4 separate regions of the Sus scrofa genome follow, and regions 2, 3 and 4 are each linked to region 1. Evidence: chromatin contacts called from public HiChIP or PLAC-seq and promoter capture Hi-C data. All regions are on one chromosome and are shown on one strand. The core of a region is the stretch at or near the end of the contact, and the rest is flanking DNA. Distances in the headings are between cores, read along the strand shown.

Region 1 (3,473 bases), core at 731-3,230:
ACAACTCCCATCTTTGAAGCCAAGAAAATGTACCATACTTGCCATTATAGTTTACTAAACGAGTCACCAAAGAGAAGTGCCAGGCACTTCAGAAAGTAATTAAGGTAGTCAGTGAATTGAGCTATCTAGAAATGCTTTGAGATTACAGGAGAAGCCATCATGAAGCAAGTATTCAAGATTGCCTGATGGAAAGTTTTACCCCTGTGGATAATTCACGGTTTTCACTTCTACACTGCAGAGAGCAATATGGTTCTCCGATTATACAGGTTCTTTGACTATACACATTACTACATCATTTCATTTATCAGGGGGGAAAAAAAAAGACGATGAGGCTGAACAAAAATCGAGAAGCAGACCCCAAAAGAGAATCCTCAAAGCAATCCCAAAATCTGGTGAAAACCTATTGACATACATCACACAATGAACTAAAAATAGCCTTTCATGTAAGTCCCCAAATATTTAATTCAACGTATAATCTTACCATATTTAACAGAGGCAGAAGAAAAATTGTATTAGGTTCTCTATAACAAGGACAATAAAGATGAAATCATAGTTTTCCTTTAACTTGTCACTATCCTATCCCCTCAATGCCAGTCTTCCAATAACTCCAATCCACAGCTCTCAAATTCCTAAACGGTTGTCTTAAAAAACACAACGGATTGCAAGAAAGTAACATTTAAAGGTAGAAGGGCTCCTCTTTCCCGTAGCTCTCAGTAGTTTTTTTAACGTAGTCAAAGGACGAAAAAGACCAAATCAAGCTCTCAGGCGAATGGTGCAGGCGACCGGGAGGAGGTACAGAAGGGGGCTCAGACAGCAGCTTCCCATCACGGAAGGTAAGAAAAGTTGTAAGAACGGATGAGTCAAAGGGTAAGGGAGAAACAAAACTGATCCAACAAACAATTCGAAATCCCCAAATAACCCGCATCTTAGGAGTCTTACAAACCTCAGAGCGAAGTGAGCAAAGAGCCAACGGGTTTCGTCCTGGCGCTGCTGGCCAGGCTGCTCCAGATCCTCCCGGGTTTGGAGGTGGCTGTCCGGCACACTTAGCAAGAGCAAGGGGAGTCCTTCCTGCCCCAGCCTCACAGCGTTCACTACTCTAGGCTCCACTTTCCCCAGCAGCCTTCCAGCCGCGCCCGGGGGCGTCTCTCGCCGCCAGGTCCCAACTTTCCCTCCTCTGGGGGGCGCCGAGCTACTGGGGCTGCCGCCTCCGCCGCCACCGAAAGAGGGGGCGGAGGCGGCCGGGGCGCGAGGGGGCGCGCGGCGCCGCGGGCCCCGAGGTCGGCGGGGCGCGGGGGTGGCCGCGGCCAGAGAGCCTGTGCCCGGCCGGACGCTCTGACCGCCAGAACCCCCGCAGAGGCGCCACCGGGACCCCGCGCCGCCCCGCCCGTATTCTCCCAGGTCATCGCCCTCACCCCGCAACGACCCTGGTCCCACAAGCCGGCGCGAGAGAAGGGAAGCGAGAGGACGCGGACAACTCTATCTCTGTTACCTGAGGGGCGCACAAGCCGCCGCGGTGACCACCATCGTTCGCCGTCCCGTATCCTTCCTGGTGACCGCAGCCGTCGCCGCCGAGCAACTGACACTGACTAACAACAACTAACTACTCGCCGCCGCCGAGTCCACCGCGCGCTCCCGGCTGCCCGCAGCTCGCCGCCCGCCCGGCCCACCAGCCTGCCCGCCTCCTCCCAGCCAGCTCGCCTCCCCTCCGCGCGCGCACTCGCCGCCGAGCTACTTGAACGAGCACGCGCGCGCGCACGGGCCCAAGGCCCTCTCCCTGTCTCGCTTTAGCCCCGAGGGAGGAGTCACCATGAAGCCCCTCCTCTCGCGTTCCTACCTCCAGAGGAAGAGCTCTAGAGAGAGGTCTGATTGGCTGAAGAGGGCGTGGCCAAAGGAAGAGGGCCGGACGATAAGGACTGGGAAGGGAAATTTCAGGTCTATTACGATCCTGGGAAGGGACATTTCAGGTCTATTATGGTCCAGAGGGAAAGGGGAGTGAAGTATTGTCCCTTTTCATGCCAGAGTCCCCTCGGTCGGCCTGCTGTCGAATACAGAATAGGTATCTTCAAGGACTCCAGCCTACAGTAATTAGCAATTTTAAGTCCTGATTCTTTCTGCAGGCCTTAGCAATTTTAAAAAACTACATCTCCCAGAAACCTCCGCGAAAATAAGTCTCACCTTGCGTAATCACGTAGTCTTTCGCCGCCTTTGAACAAAATAATCCCTTCATTTTTCTGAAGGTATAGGGAATAATATTTGATTTCTCTCCTCACTGGAACAGTCTTAAATGCTGCAATAAGGGAAGTTACCTATGGGAAGGTGGTTAAGCGATTAGCTAAAGGGAAGGAAAGGACATCAAAATAAAGCAGTGCGGAGGAATTTTTGTCAAGCTGTGAGACGACGGAGTGAGAAGCGTGAAGGCGATTGAGAGGGGCTCAGGGAATTGTCCTCTGTGCCAGGGACTTTCTTTAGGCCCCAGGCCCCCGCCTGTCCCTATCTTCAGCAGGTCAGTAAGCAAGGCAACCTTGGGGGTGGCCACAGTGGAGCTGCCCTTCACCCCTTGAAGATCATCCCTCTTTTGCTGTTATTATTGGTTTGTCTGTTTGAGGCCGACTAACTGGGGGCGCCTCACTTCCGGTTGGGGGAGGGGAAGAAGGCCATCCTGGGGGAGGGGGGACCGTAACTCACTTCCTGTGGGGGTAGGGTGATGGTTTGGGTGTCCAGCCCACTTTTTATGCCGGCGAGGGCTTGAAAAGGTGATGCCTGGTGCCATATGCATAGACAGTATCTTAAAGCTTTGGGATTGTGTCTTATGCGAAAAGTTAGGTTATTCCACCTAGTTGTGCTAATCACCAGGCTCCAGTCAGAATTTGAGTTTTGGTTCCACGTGTAAGATGGAAAATTTTCTCTCCAACAGAATTTCCTTAGTGCGTTCTTCAAAGAATTCGAAACCCCTTGTTAAAATTCTCTACTCATCTCTACAAGATGACATACTTTCTTGCGTGACTCATGAATTGCCCATCCCTGCTTCCCTACTGAAGTCTAACCTTGGCTGAATAAGGTATAGCGATGTTCTCTGCCATGACATACCACAGGAACTCTGTAGTTTCTCATAAGGAGGTAGTTTATTACAAGACTCAATATTTTACCTAAATTATGAAGCATTTTCACCTGACCACAGTGAAAATATCATACTGAAGTACTCAATTACTTGGTGTTACTTTAACTGATTGTGATTATCTTAAATCCTTAGTCTTGTTAATTTTAGGCAACAGGTTCTGCCCTTTGCCTTAAAACAACTTCCTCAGCTCTCACATTGCTTACATGTAACTTACTGTTTGTGAAAGTTACACTGTAGTACATTTTCCTCTCTGTCAGCACCAATTAAAAAATGGTGTCTGTGCTTTGTGGATTTAAGGCATGGTCCAAGGAACATTGAGATTAAGCTTAAATTTTAAATAAGGGGGAAAATTCGC
Region 2 (3,473 bases), core at 505-3,004, 460 kb before region 1:
AGGAAAGGAGCCTGGTTAGGGGCTGAGGGAAGACAGAACCCAGACCTTCCGATGCCTAGACATTTATGCTGTTCACTCCTCTTCAGATATTATTAGATTGCTTGTGCCCCCAAACCTCCATCTGTGGAGACATTGAGTTTAGAAGAATTTCCATAATTTTCCAAAATTTCCATTTAATTTTTCATAATTTTCCTTTGTAATTGGAATCATACCAGGAGCTAATCAAATTTTACCTTATACTTACTGGAGAACGACAGATGCAAAGCTGAGCTGGGGACATTAGTCTTTCTTTTTTTGCAGATTGCCTTAAAACCTACAACTGAAGTTCAAATTAAAATATGAGAAAAAGGTTTTTCCTTTTTCTTTTTGTCTTTTCAGGGTGGCACCCGTGGCATATGGAGGTTCCCAGGCTAGGGGTCCAATCGGAGCTCTGCAGCCGCCGCCCTGCGCCAGAGCCGCAGCAACTTGGGATCTGAGCCGCCTCTGCGACCTACACCACAGTTCAGGGCAACACCGGATCCTTAACCCACTGAGTGAGGCCAGGGATGGAACCCACAACCTCATGGCTCCTAGTCGGACTCGTTAACCACTCAGCCACGAGGGGAACTCCTCTTTTTTTTTTTTTTAATTGTTTGTTGTAGACAAATTAACCCTGAAGTGTTGCCCATATTTACACTCTGAAACTTAAAACTTTATCCTCTGTTGATCTTTATAACACTGGAAAGATCCCATTGAACTTACTTTTTGCTCTACAAATTTTTCAATAGCTTCTGATTAAATACAATAAAATTCCAGCCTGGTCCAGGAAATTTGTCTGATTCGTACCCACTTCAGTTTGGAAAAGAACTCTCGCACCCAGTCCAAATAGAGGCGGTAAGAAGCGAAAGAGGACCCAGAAAGCCTTTTCTTCTGTGTGAAAAAGCCTGATCCTATGTGGGGCAATCAATGAAAGAAAAGGGCTCAAGCTGCAGCCTACACATTTCTTTGAGTTTAGAGAGCTTGGGATGAGGTGCAGAAATCACATAGGCCTGTAGATAAACATGGAATAGAAACCACGTGTACATGCATTCTACCTGCAAAAGTTTTCCTAGGTATTTAGTAAGCTGTTCCTTCTGCGCAACCATCTTTTGCTTTTCTACCCACATGATGTAAGCTTACATTAATTGAACACTTTATATTACATTATTTTATTTAATCCTCACAACTCTTAGGTAGTCTTACTACCATGCCCATACAAAGGGAGCAAAACAGGTTTCAGAGGCCAAGCAATTTGGCGAAGTTGCAAAATTGAGCATCAGATACAAATGTCTGGCTGCAATACTTGGGTTCTTTGGTCCTGCTGTGGGAAATGGATACTGTTTGTTGGTTCATCAAAGCAAAGATTTTCCTAGATATTGTATCATCTTCACCCAAATCTCTAGGCTTTCTCATTGATGGAAGCCGTGCGGGCACATGGCATGGACAGGGAGCTTCTGGCAGGAACCAGGCTGACGGAAAGAGGGCGGAGGTAACGTGGGGGGGGGGATGTTTTTTGGAGGGTGTCGTGGCGCAGCGAAAGGCACCCGCGGGTGTCTCCGCTCCCGGCCGCCCCCTCAGCCTCCTCCAAGCCTCCTCCAAGCCAAGCCTCCAGGCCCGCAGCTTACAGCAGAATCTCCGCGGCCCGCCCCCAGCGCAGTGCGGTCCAATCAGCGCCCCGGCCTGACGCCCTGCCCCTCTGACGGGGCTATATAGGCCTCGGCCTTAGCAGTACCTCCACAGTAGTCGCTTGGGCCTCAGCCTGTGAGCTCCTGGAAAGGCGGCCGCCACCCCCTCCGCGTTCCGTTACCCCCACCTTACGTACGCCGCGCCGCCTTTCTGCGGCCGCCTGCGCAGCGCCGCGGCCGGCCTGGGCCTCCGCCCGCCTCTCTCTTTCCCTCTCTCCGAACCTCTGTGTGTGTCCGCGGCGGGCCGGCGCGATGCGGCTGGGCCCGAAGCCCGCCACGCTGGGGCTGCTGCTGCTGTGCGCCGTGGCAGCCGGCGCCGGGGAGGCTGAAGAGCTGCACTACCCGCAGGGAGAGCACCGCACCGACTACGACCGCGAGGCGCTGCTGGGCGGCCAGGTGAGGCGGCCAGGCCCGGGCTGGGAGGTCCGGGCCTTGCACCGCTGCTGCCGCGGGCTTTGTCCCGGGACAAAGGGGGCGACCGGGCGAGGCCTGGCTGAGGCAGCCTGACAATGGGGGCCGGGTGGGGCGCCACTCACTCTCAGGAGGACCCCTGGGGGTGTAAGCCTAGGAAAATAGCGTGGCCCGGTAGCAGAAGGATCTCTTTTACCCTCCTTAACGAGGAGCAGGATCACTGAGGGTGTGTAGGGGGCAGGGACCTTGGGGAGCAGGTGTGAATCACCCCAAAGCCCCTCGGTAAGAGAGGCTTCTGGTAGCTCTTTTTCTCCACCATTTTGCCCTCCTGCTAGTAATGCTTGACTCCCCCCTGTGTGTCGCTTACTCCCCCCCACCAAAGGAAGAAGTCGATGAATATGTTAAACTCGCCCCTGAAGAGCAACAAAAAAGACTGAAGTCAATCATAAAGAAAATTGACTTGGACTCAGATGGCTTTCTCACCGAAAGTAAGGACGTCCTACACAACTAACAATGGAGACATCCCTTTGCAGGAGGCAGAAATGCAAACACTTAAGCAGGGTGTCTGTTGAGTGTAGATTGCTAGTGTTCCAACCAATTAGAGGCACTGTGTGAGAGGCGGAAAAGGACATGGGTGAATAGATTTTACACCTGGAGATCTTTAGACGTAGGCTATCGAGTAACACTGTGCTTTCCTCAGTAGTGTCATTAACATCACTGACCCTGCATACGGTACATGCAAGTCATACCTAGAGCAAACTCCCTGTTCCTCTCACATGACTTTGTATCAATATCAACTGTATGATTCATTTTAGAGAAGCATGCTAAAAACCTTAAGGCATTAAGTAGTTTATTGCTCTTTTGATACATGCTTCATTTTGGAACTTGTTTCTTTTTACAAGCAAGTAGAAAAAGACCTGTTGCATACAAGTTATGTTTATCACAAGTTATTATAGCTGTTAGGGGTCTTGGAATCATTATGTCCACCTTTCTTTGTAGAGATGAAGAAGCTGAAGCCCAGAGGTGTAAGTGTTTTGCTCAAATGAGTGGCAAAGCCAGGACTAGAATCCATATCTCCTGATCTTAATTCAGTCTTTAATATCCTTCATTAAAAAAAAAAAAAAATCTGAGTGCTCTTAAGTAGGTTCTAGAGTCAGAAACAAATGCATGGATTATTAAAAGAATATTCTAAATAAATTGCTGTGCAGCTGCCTCTCCTCATTGCTTAATTCATGTGATGAAGCCTATCAACTTTCCAAGTTGATCCTCAACAAAAATTCAGGAGCTGTTTTGCTATAACTCTTCTTTAAATGCTGCTCAGCATCTGAAGAATGAAGTTGCTGGAGAGAAAGTTACGAC
Region 3 (3,473 bases), core at 331-2,830, 320 kb before region 1:
ATGTGTGTGTAGTGGGTACCTTATCCTTTTTTAAACAATCTATAATTATCCTTTTATGCTACAGCAGTCAGAATATGAAGTTTCATCCATTGTTGGCAGGCGAAGGGTGTGAGAAGGAAAGGATTCTTTCTGATTTAGGAATGTGTGTGGGAAAGAGTTGAATGGAGACATACAAAAGTATGGGAAGTGGGAAAGTTCCAGGGGACAGAGAAGTGTGTCCAGGGCATCAAGTGTTTAAGAACATGGTCAATTGTGAGAAAAGAAAGGTGAATGAGAACTTCAGTTGAAGCTTTTGGAGGGTTTGGTTTTGCTTTTTAAATAAAGTAATTTGAGGTAAGAAATGCTTCATAAGATCTATCCTGGTGCAATGTCCAGAAGAACTAGAGGGTGGAGAAACTGACCGGAATAACACAGGCTGTTACAAAGGTCCTTGGTGAGATAAGGACCCGAATTAAAATGGGGGCGTGTCCAAAAAATTCATAAGCCACTGTTTATTGAAAGTGAACTCATTGCTTTCAAGATCTTGTGACATTCGAGTCATATTTAACCAAGGTTTATAATCTTAGGCTACCCACCCCCATGGCCAAATAGATTGATTTTCTTGGTGACAGGATTATTCGGCTTCTCAAGTTTAAACCTTTCTGGGCTGGTAACCAGCCAACTAGTTCTCCATATGCAGAGATCTAAGACAAAATCCCTCACCCCGAGCCGATAGCGTCCCCGCACTTCTGCACCATTTGCCCACAAGCCTCGGGGCTGCCCCGGAGCTGCGGGGACTCCGGGCCCTGACAAAGAAAGCGGAGCCCGGCCCTTTGGGGAATATCCTATTTCGAGCCTGATGTCCTCAAAGAATCTGCAACAAGAGCTCTCCGTCCAGCAGGCTGCTCCAGGGGGAGGCCGGGGTTCCTCGGCCGAGGCTCCCAGAGCCAGGCCCCTGGCACAGAGCCAGCCAGCCAGGGCGTCGGGACCGACAGCGGAGGCCACCGGAAGCCCCCGAGAATTTCCCCTCTCGGCCCTCTACGTCCTGAGCTTTCAGCCCGACCCGGGAGGGACCTAGCGAAGCGGCCTCCGGGGCCCGGCCCCCGCGCCTCCCCGCCGCAGGGCCGCGTCGCTTCAGCGCTAGCCCCAGCCCAGCGCGGGTCCCCACCGGGCCCCACAGGCGCTTCAGCCGAGGCCTCCTTTGGGCTGCGCCGCCCGCCCCTCACCCTTTCCCGCCCGCTGGCCCCACTCACCCAAAAGATGAGGTTGAGAAACACCAGTACGGTCTTGGAGGAGGTGATGCCGCACTGGCCCATGGCGCCGGCGGTCGGCTGCGGCCCTGCTCGGCGAGCGGGATGCGCTCACCGAGCGAGGCGGCAATGGCGACGGCGCCTCCCGGCTAGTAACTGCACGGCTTGCGAGACGTTCACCGCAGCCCCGGCGCCGTCGCGCACCCCGGACCCAGCAAGCACCTCGCTGCTGCGCGCAGCCGCCGCAGTCTCCGCAGGGTCCCAGCGAAGCTCCCCGGCAACCGAGTCCCGCCCCCGGAAGGCAGTTTTACCCAACCACTCCCTTGTCGGCTACAGCGAGGCCATGCCTTTTAAAGGAGCCGAAAGCTCAGCGCCCTTTTGGCCTCTGGCCGCCCTTGGATGCAGATGGCTCATTAGGGAAGTTCCAAAGGACCAAACCCAACCTCCCCTACTGAGCTGCGTTTACTAGGCCAGCTTTATTGATGATTCAGGGCCCTAAGAACGCTGTCTTTCTACCTAACCCTTCTCCCCCAAGGAGGTCGGAAACACTAATATCTTATACTCCTCAACGAGATTTTCCTGACAAAGTTAACACCTAAGCATTGCGTAGGGAGAGCAGTGAACATGAACAAATATTTATGGAGAACTTATTTGCAAAGGACTAGGCTAGCTCTCGGAAGAGTCGTCGGAAAGAAAAGACTGGTGATGGAGTTGGCAAGGGGGAAGACTTTTGCGTGGGTGTGTGGCTGGGGGCAAGGTAACATGTCAAGTCTATTCCTGGGTAGGGCATTTTACAACAAGATTTAGGATTATGGAAACATCTTTTTACACTGTAACATTTCACATTCTTACCCCAATCTTGGATCAACCACAGTAATTAATTATTGAGGGCCTACCCCATGCCAGGCTCTTTTATGGCCATTTGCCCATTTAACCTCCATCGCAGCTTTAGTTGGGAGGTACTGTGGTTATCAGCCTCATTTTACTGACGGGGTAATTGAGGCTTAGAAAGATTTACAAACTTGCCAGAGGCACACAGAGAGTAAATGGTCTAAAGCAGAAAGCACATTCTCAGCCACGCACGAAAGTGTCACTGTTTACTCTTTCCTGCCCATTGCAACCTCACATTTCCTCTTAAAGATGCTCATTTGCGTGTCCTTAATCATCTCATTTTCCTGCAATCTCCCTAATCACCTTTCCCAGGCATTCTCAGCAGTGCTTTTTCATCTCGGCCTTCTATTGATTTGCCCCAAACAGCAGCAGCCATTTATTCACTCATTAACTTTTTTGCAAGCACCATCTCTGTGCCTCACTGTTCTAGATGGGGGGTATTCTACAATGAGCAAGACAAATCCTTGCCCCCATGGAGCTTACATTCTGGTAGAGAAGGTAGACCTTCAGATAGGCAGGTAGGCTTATGACATGGTATTGGGTAGTGACAGAAAATAATTCAGAGAAAGGGAATAGACAGTAATGAGGTCCTCTGAGAGGAGAGAGCCTTGGAGGAGACCCAACTGAAGTGAGTGAGCAGGACATGTGAATATTTCGAAGAACAGCCCAAAGGTGGGAATAGCAAATACAAAGGCCCTGAGGCAGGAACATGATCAACAGGAAAGGACCATTAAAGAGCCTGATGTTCAGGAGGTCAGTGGAGAACATAGGATGAAGTCTGAAAGGCCAGATCATCAAGGGCCTAGTAAGCCATGTGTGATGGAAAGATACTACAAAGCTTTGAGCAGGCCAGTGACACCATCTAACTTAAGATTTTAAGATACCATGGAGTCCCCATCATGGCGCAGCGGAAACGAATCTGACTAGGAACCACGAGGTTGTAGGTTCGATCCCTGGCCTCGTTCAGTGGGTTAAGGATCTGGTGGTGGTGTGAGCTGTGGTGTAGGTTGCAGATGTGGTCAGATCTGAGGTGGCTGTGGTGTAGGCTGGCAGCTGTAGCTCTGACTGGACTCCTAGTGTGAGAATCTCCATATGCCGCTTAGTGCGGCCCTAAAAAGCAAAAAAAAAGAAAAGAAGAGATTTTTAAGGTACCATTCTTGCCACACCATGCACATCCCAGTTAAAATTTAAGAAGCCAACCACTCAATCATGGCTTTCAAGTATGATTCCCTTTAAGTGTCTTTTCCTTGCTGGTCCCCACCCTCTACAGATTTCTCTCTGCTTTGCTGTGACTGCTTTTCCTCCCTAAAACATCTCCTTTGCATTTCTTCTTTTTTTTAATTTTTTTTATTT
Region 4 (3,473 bases), core at 665-3,164, 290 kb before region 1:
AAGCCTTCCTAGGCTGTCTCGGTCTGTCACAATTGGCATGAATGTGGGCAGAACCCAGCCCTATCCTTTGGCACAGAAACAGGCTAGCAGACTTGTGACGTGATGGGGAAGAGACCCAGCTTCCATGTGCGCCAGGCTGGGCTCGAATCCCAGCCCTGCTACTTATCGGCTGGGCAGCCCTGGACAAGTTTCTTACCCTCTCTGAGTTTCAATTTTCTCATGGTAGAGTGGAAGTCAGAGGGCTGGAGTGAGGATTAGATGTGGGGAGGCCCAGTTCTGTCCTTGTATCCCCTGCTAGTCAGGGTCAGATGCTGAGGAGATAGATGAGGGAGCAGACAGAGTGGCCCCAGCCTAGGGCTCCCCCAGGCACTCACGGGAGGGAAGGAGGCAGGATACACACACCTGGTAGAGCCTGGGTGAGGGAACATTTCCAGCTGGAGTCACCCCCAAAGCTGCCTGAATGGGGCCCTGAAGAAAGGGGAGAAAAAGGACAGAAACATTGTGGGCAGGGAAATCTCCAAGCATGGGACAGCAGCCGGGAGGCCTGCCTGGCAGACGGGGGGCTGGCTGGGGTCTGGTCAGTGACAAGCCTGACTGGGTGGCAGGACTGACAATTCTGGGGCAACAGCAGGGAGGGTGGGGGAGAAAGGCCATGAGCTCTGGGAACTGGGAGGAGGCGCTGGACCATCTGAGGACAGATCTTAGCTCCCTCACCAGGGATTTGGGGTAAACAAAACCTCTCTGGCTTGTCTTTTTATGGATAAAATAGGGGTAATTCTAGAACCCTCCTCATAGGGTTTTGAAAATAAAATTAAGCTGGTTCAGCACCAAGGAGCTCTCCCTTGCTCCCCTTTGAGATCTTACAGTCCTTCTGGTGTCCTGGCTGCTTACAGGGCAGAGGAAAGAGCACTGACTAGAAGGCGTGCGGATCTGGGTTTAAGGCCTGCCTCTGGTTAGTTGAGTGGAGATGGGCAGCCTGGAGCCTTCTCCATGGATGGTTGTGAGGATGAAGGGTACTCTCACCTCTGCTACTGTTAACACCCCCACCTCCCACCGGCCGCAGCCTGGGGCTTCTCCGAGCAGCTTGAGCAGTGCCCGAGCCAGCTGCACAGTGTGAGGCAAAGGCCGGCTGCCCAGCCCTGGAGCAGGCCCAGTGTCAGGAGGCTGAGGAGGATGAACCTGAACGGCTCAGAGCCTGAGGGAGGGAGGCCTGTAGAGCCCTCAGCTTGGGGAGCATGAGTGGCCTAGTCCTGGAAGGCTGTGGCAGCGTGGGTAGGATGGTTTCAGATATGCCCCTGGCAGCATGGAGCAGGCAGGAGAGGTGCTTAGGGGGAGAGGACGGGCCAACGATGAAGCGCAGGCCTGCAGGTTTTCACTCTGCCTAACCTCCAACCCTGGTTCCAGGACTCCAGCTTGGGGAGTGGTGGGTGGTGCTGATGGCCCCACAGAGCAGAGAGCTCTGCTCCCACTTGGCAGAGATGCAAAGCCCTCTACTCCTGAGGCCCCAGGCCCCATTCACCATGCACATTCCCCAGAAGCCCAGGCGCCCCACTTGCACTCTCAAACGGAGACCACCGCCAGTGCAGCTCCGCCTTCTGGTTGCTTTCACACACCTTCCAGAGGGTGAGGGAAGAGTTAGTTGGGATATGTGTGTGAGAAAAGAGTTATCTAAAAATCACCAGGAGGTCAGGGGTTGCACACAGGCAGCCTGTTTTCACTCAGAGGTTTGCAAATTTGTGAGAACTGGACCTTGGCAACGGATTCCTTCCTGCCACCTTCCCCCCACTCCCTACTGTGTGAAATCCAATTTTTAAGTTTCAGCTGTTAATTACCTTGAGCTGTTCCTCCTGGCAACCTGTGATCCGTCACCTGCAGTTCTCTGCTCCTGAGGCACTAACGAAATTCCTTCCCTCGTAGAGCGCAGGCCCCCTTAAAAGGAAGCATAATTTACTGGGCCTTGGAGAGCAGGCAAAGAGCTCCCAGAGCAGAGGGCACACACTCAGTGCCAGGAACTGGACAGCTTCTCGTGATGGTTAATGCCAGGTGGGAAAGAAATCAAGATTCTTTGTGGCCTGGGTTGAAAGAAGTCAGTTTACAGGCCTGTGGGAGCCAAAGGCGCTATTCAGATGTCAGTGGTCCCTCACCTCTGGACAAGCCCACATCAAAGGGAAGAGTGGTCTTCCTGAGGACCTGCTAATGGAATTGCAAGGGATGGATCCCATGCTGGGCGAGGTGATGGGGGGGAAACAAGGTCTCTCTCCAGTTATACCAAAGGACAGAGTGATCCCATTGGTGGCCTTGCTCTACCTCACTTGGAGTCTGGCTTGGGCAACCCTGAACTGGTCCCACCACCCAGGCCTGTATCTTCAGGGGCCTCAGTTGCTACTCAGACCAGCAGAGCATTAGACCTTGACCTAAGCCTAGTGTGCTCCATCTCTGTGATGTTGAGACCTCTCCATCCCAGCTGTTTGTTTCTGTCTTTGGTTCTTTCCCTCCAGAAGCCCGTGTGCTGCACTCACAGCTAGGGAGGCTAATGCCCCGACCCCTCTCCAGCAAGCAAGCTGAGGCTGGAGCAGGCAGAAGCCATGTCCCTCGGGACTTTTTCTTGGCTTTGCTGCTGACCCCTCAAGGCCCAGGAAACAGAGAGAGCTCTGAGGCCCACACCAATGTGGGTTCTGCCTTCTCAGCAGCATAAAAGTCTGGCAATCACTTTTCTGGAATATCCTTTAAATACCATGTCTGCAAATTCCAGAGCGCTTGCTAGTGGAGAGAAGCAGAAACACTGGGCTGGAGACAGTATCCATGGTAAGGGGTTTAGAGCTCTAAAATCTGGTCTAAATTTAGAGTCTACATGTCTGCACTTTCATCCATTCTACTCTAATAATGTGGCAGCTGTCACTGCCACTGCCCACTGCTGACTCGTCCTGCCTGAGCCTGGTGGCCTCCTCTCTCTACTGAAACATCTGCACATTAGCTTGTCCGCCTTTGTCAGGACACTGTGTGTGACCATATGCCTTAAGGAACAAGCAAAAGATATGAACTGTGTGGCAGATGATGCTGTACAAAGCCCTGTCCTGCTCATACTGTCCGCAGAGCTCTGAGATCTGAGGCTTAGTTACAGCCAGCTAACCACACCTCCAGCACACAATACAAAGACAGGAAGTCTGCATGGTGGCTGGTCACCAGGGGGCGAGCTCACACAGCAAACCCACAGCCTTGCTGGCTCTGGGGGAAGGCTCAAGGCCTTTGCCACCCCTTCCATGCCCAGTCTTCTCGATCTAGGGAGGGAATGAAGAAAAAATACAGCCCAGGTCAGCAGGGAGGAGCATCCAAGAGCGCATGCATCCTAGAGGTCAAGATATAACCATGTCTGCAACCACTACCCACCCCACCTCCGGCAGGTCTGCGTGGGAGAGCTGCTGAAAGGACAAGCGCTTGTCCAGGTTTTAGTGTATATGAAAATGAATTTATTT

What was found. Promoter capture Hi-C pulls out the DNA fragments that hold promoters and counts their contacts. HiChIP or PLAC-seq counts read pairs in DNA pulled down with a chosen protein or histone mark.
Region 2: a promoter capture Hi-C map of fetal liver shows a contact between it and region 1, with 2.3 times the contacts expected there. The contact joins the promoter of RCN2 here to the promoter of HMG20A in region 1. A contact is called at or near these places in 1 of 5 promoter capture datasets (fetal liver) and 2 of 47 Hi-C or Micro-C datasets (embryonic fibroblasts and heart right ventricle).
Region 3: a contact with region 1 is called in an H3K27ac HiChIP or PLAC-seq map of alveolar macrophages. The contact joins the promoter of TSPAN3 here to the promoter of HMG20A in region 1. A contact is called at or near these places in 1 of 5 promoter capture datasets (liver) and 2 of 2 datasets of contacts at active chromatin or transcription factors (alveolar macrophages and skeletal muscle).
Region 4: a contact with region 1 is called in an H3K27ac HiChIP or PLAC-seq map of skeletal muscle. The contact joins the enhancer-like site here to the promoter of HMG20A in region 1. A contact is called at or near these places in 1 of 5 promoter capture datasets (liver), 3 of 47 Hi-C or Micro-C datasets (embryonic fibroblasts, epiblast stem cells and psoas muscle) and 2 of 2 datasets of contacts at active chromatin or transcription factors (alveolar macrophages and skeletal muscle).

The regions. Positions count from the first base shown.
Region 1 is chr7:57,502,068-57,505,540 of Sscrofa11.1, forward strand. HMG20A (high mobility group protein 20A) reads left to right here and starts at 1,981. Exons shown (of 11, transcript XM_021099019.1): 1 at 1,981-2,503; 2 at 2,915-3,058. It also overlaps a transcript of PEAK1 not described here.
Region 2 is chr7:57,039,122-57,042,594 of Sscrofa11.1, forward strand. RCN2 (reticulocalbin 2) reads left to right here and starts at 1,755. Exons shown (of 7, transcript NM_001244184.1): 1 at 1,755-2,099; 2 at 2,497-2,602. The coding sequence starts at 1,956.
Region 3 is chr7:57,185,935-57,189,407 of Sscrofa11.1, forward strand. TSPAN3 (tetraspanin 3) reads right to left here and starts at 1,581. Exons shown (of 7, transcript NM_001244196.1): 1 at 1,233-1,581. The coding sequence starts at 1,295.
Region 4 is chr7:57,216,062-57,219,534 of Sscrofa11.1, forward strand. It overlaps a transcript of PEAK1 not described here. Among named protein-coding and RNA genes, the nearest start is that of TSPAN3, 30 kb to the left of the region's middle. Within about 2 kb of position 1,915, at least 8 of the 83 cell types and tissues checked have an H3K27ac peak or open chromatin away from gene starts, as enhancers often do. A contact at or near this core is called in skeletal muscle, where this site is marked.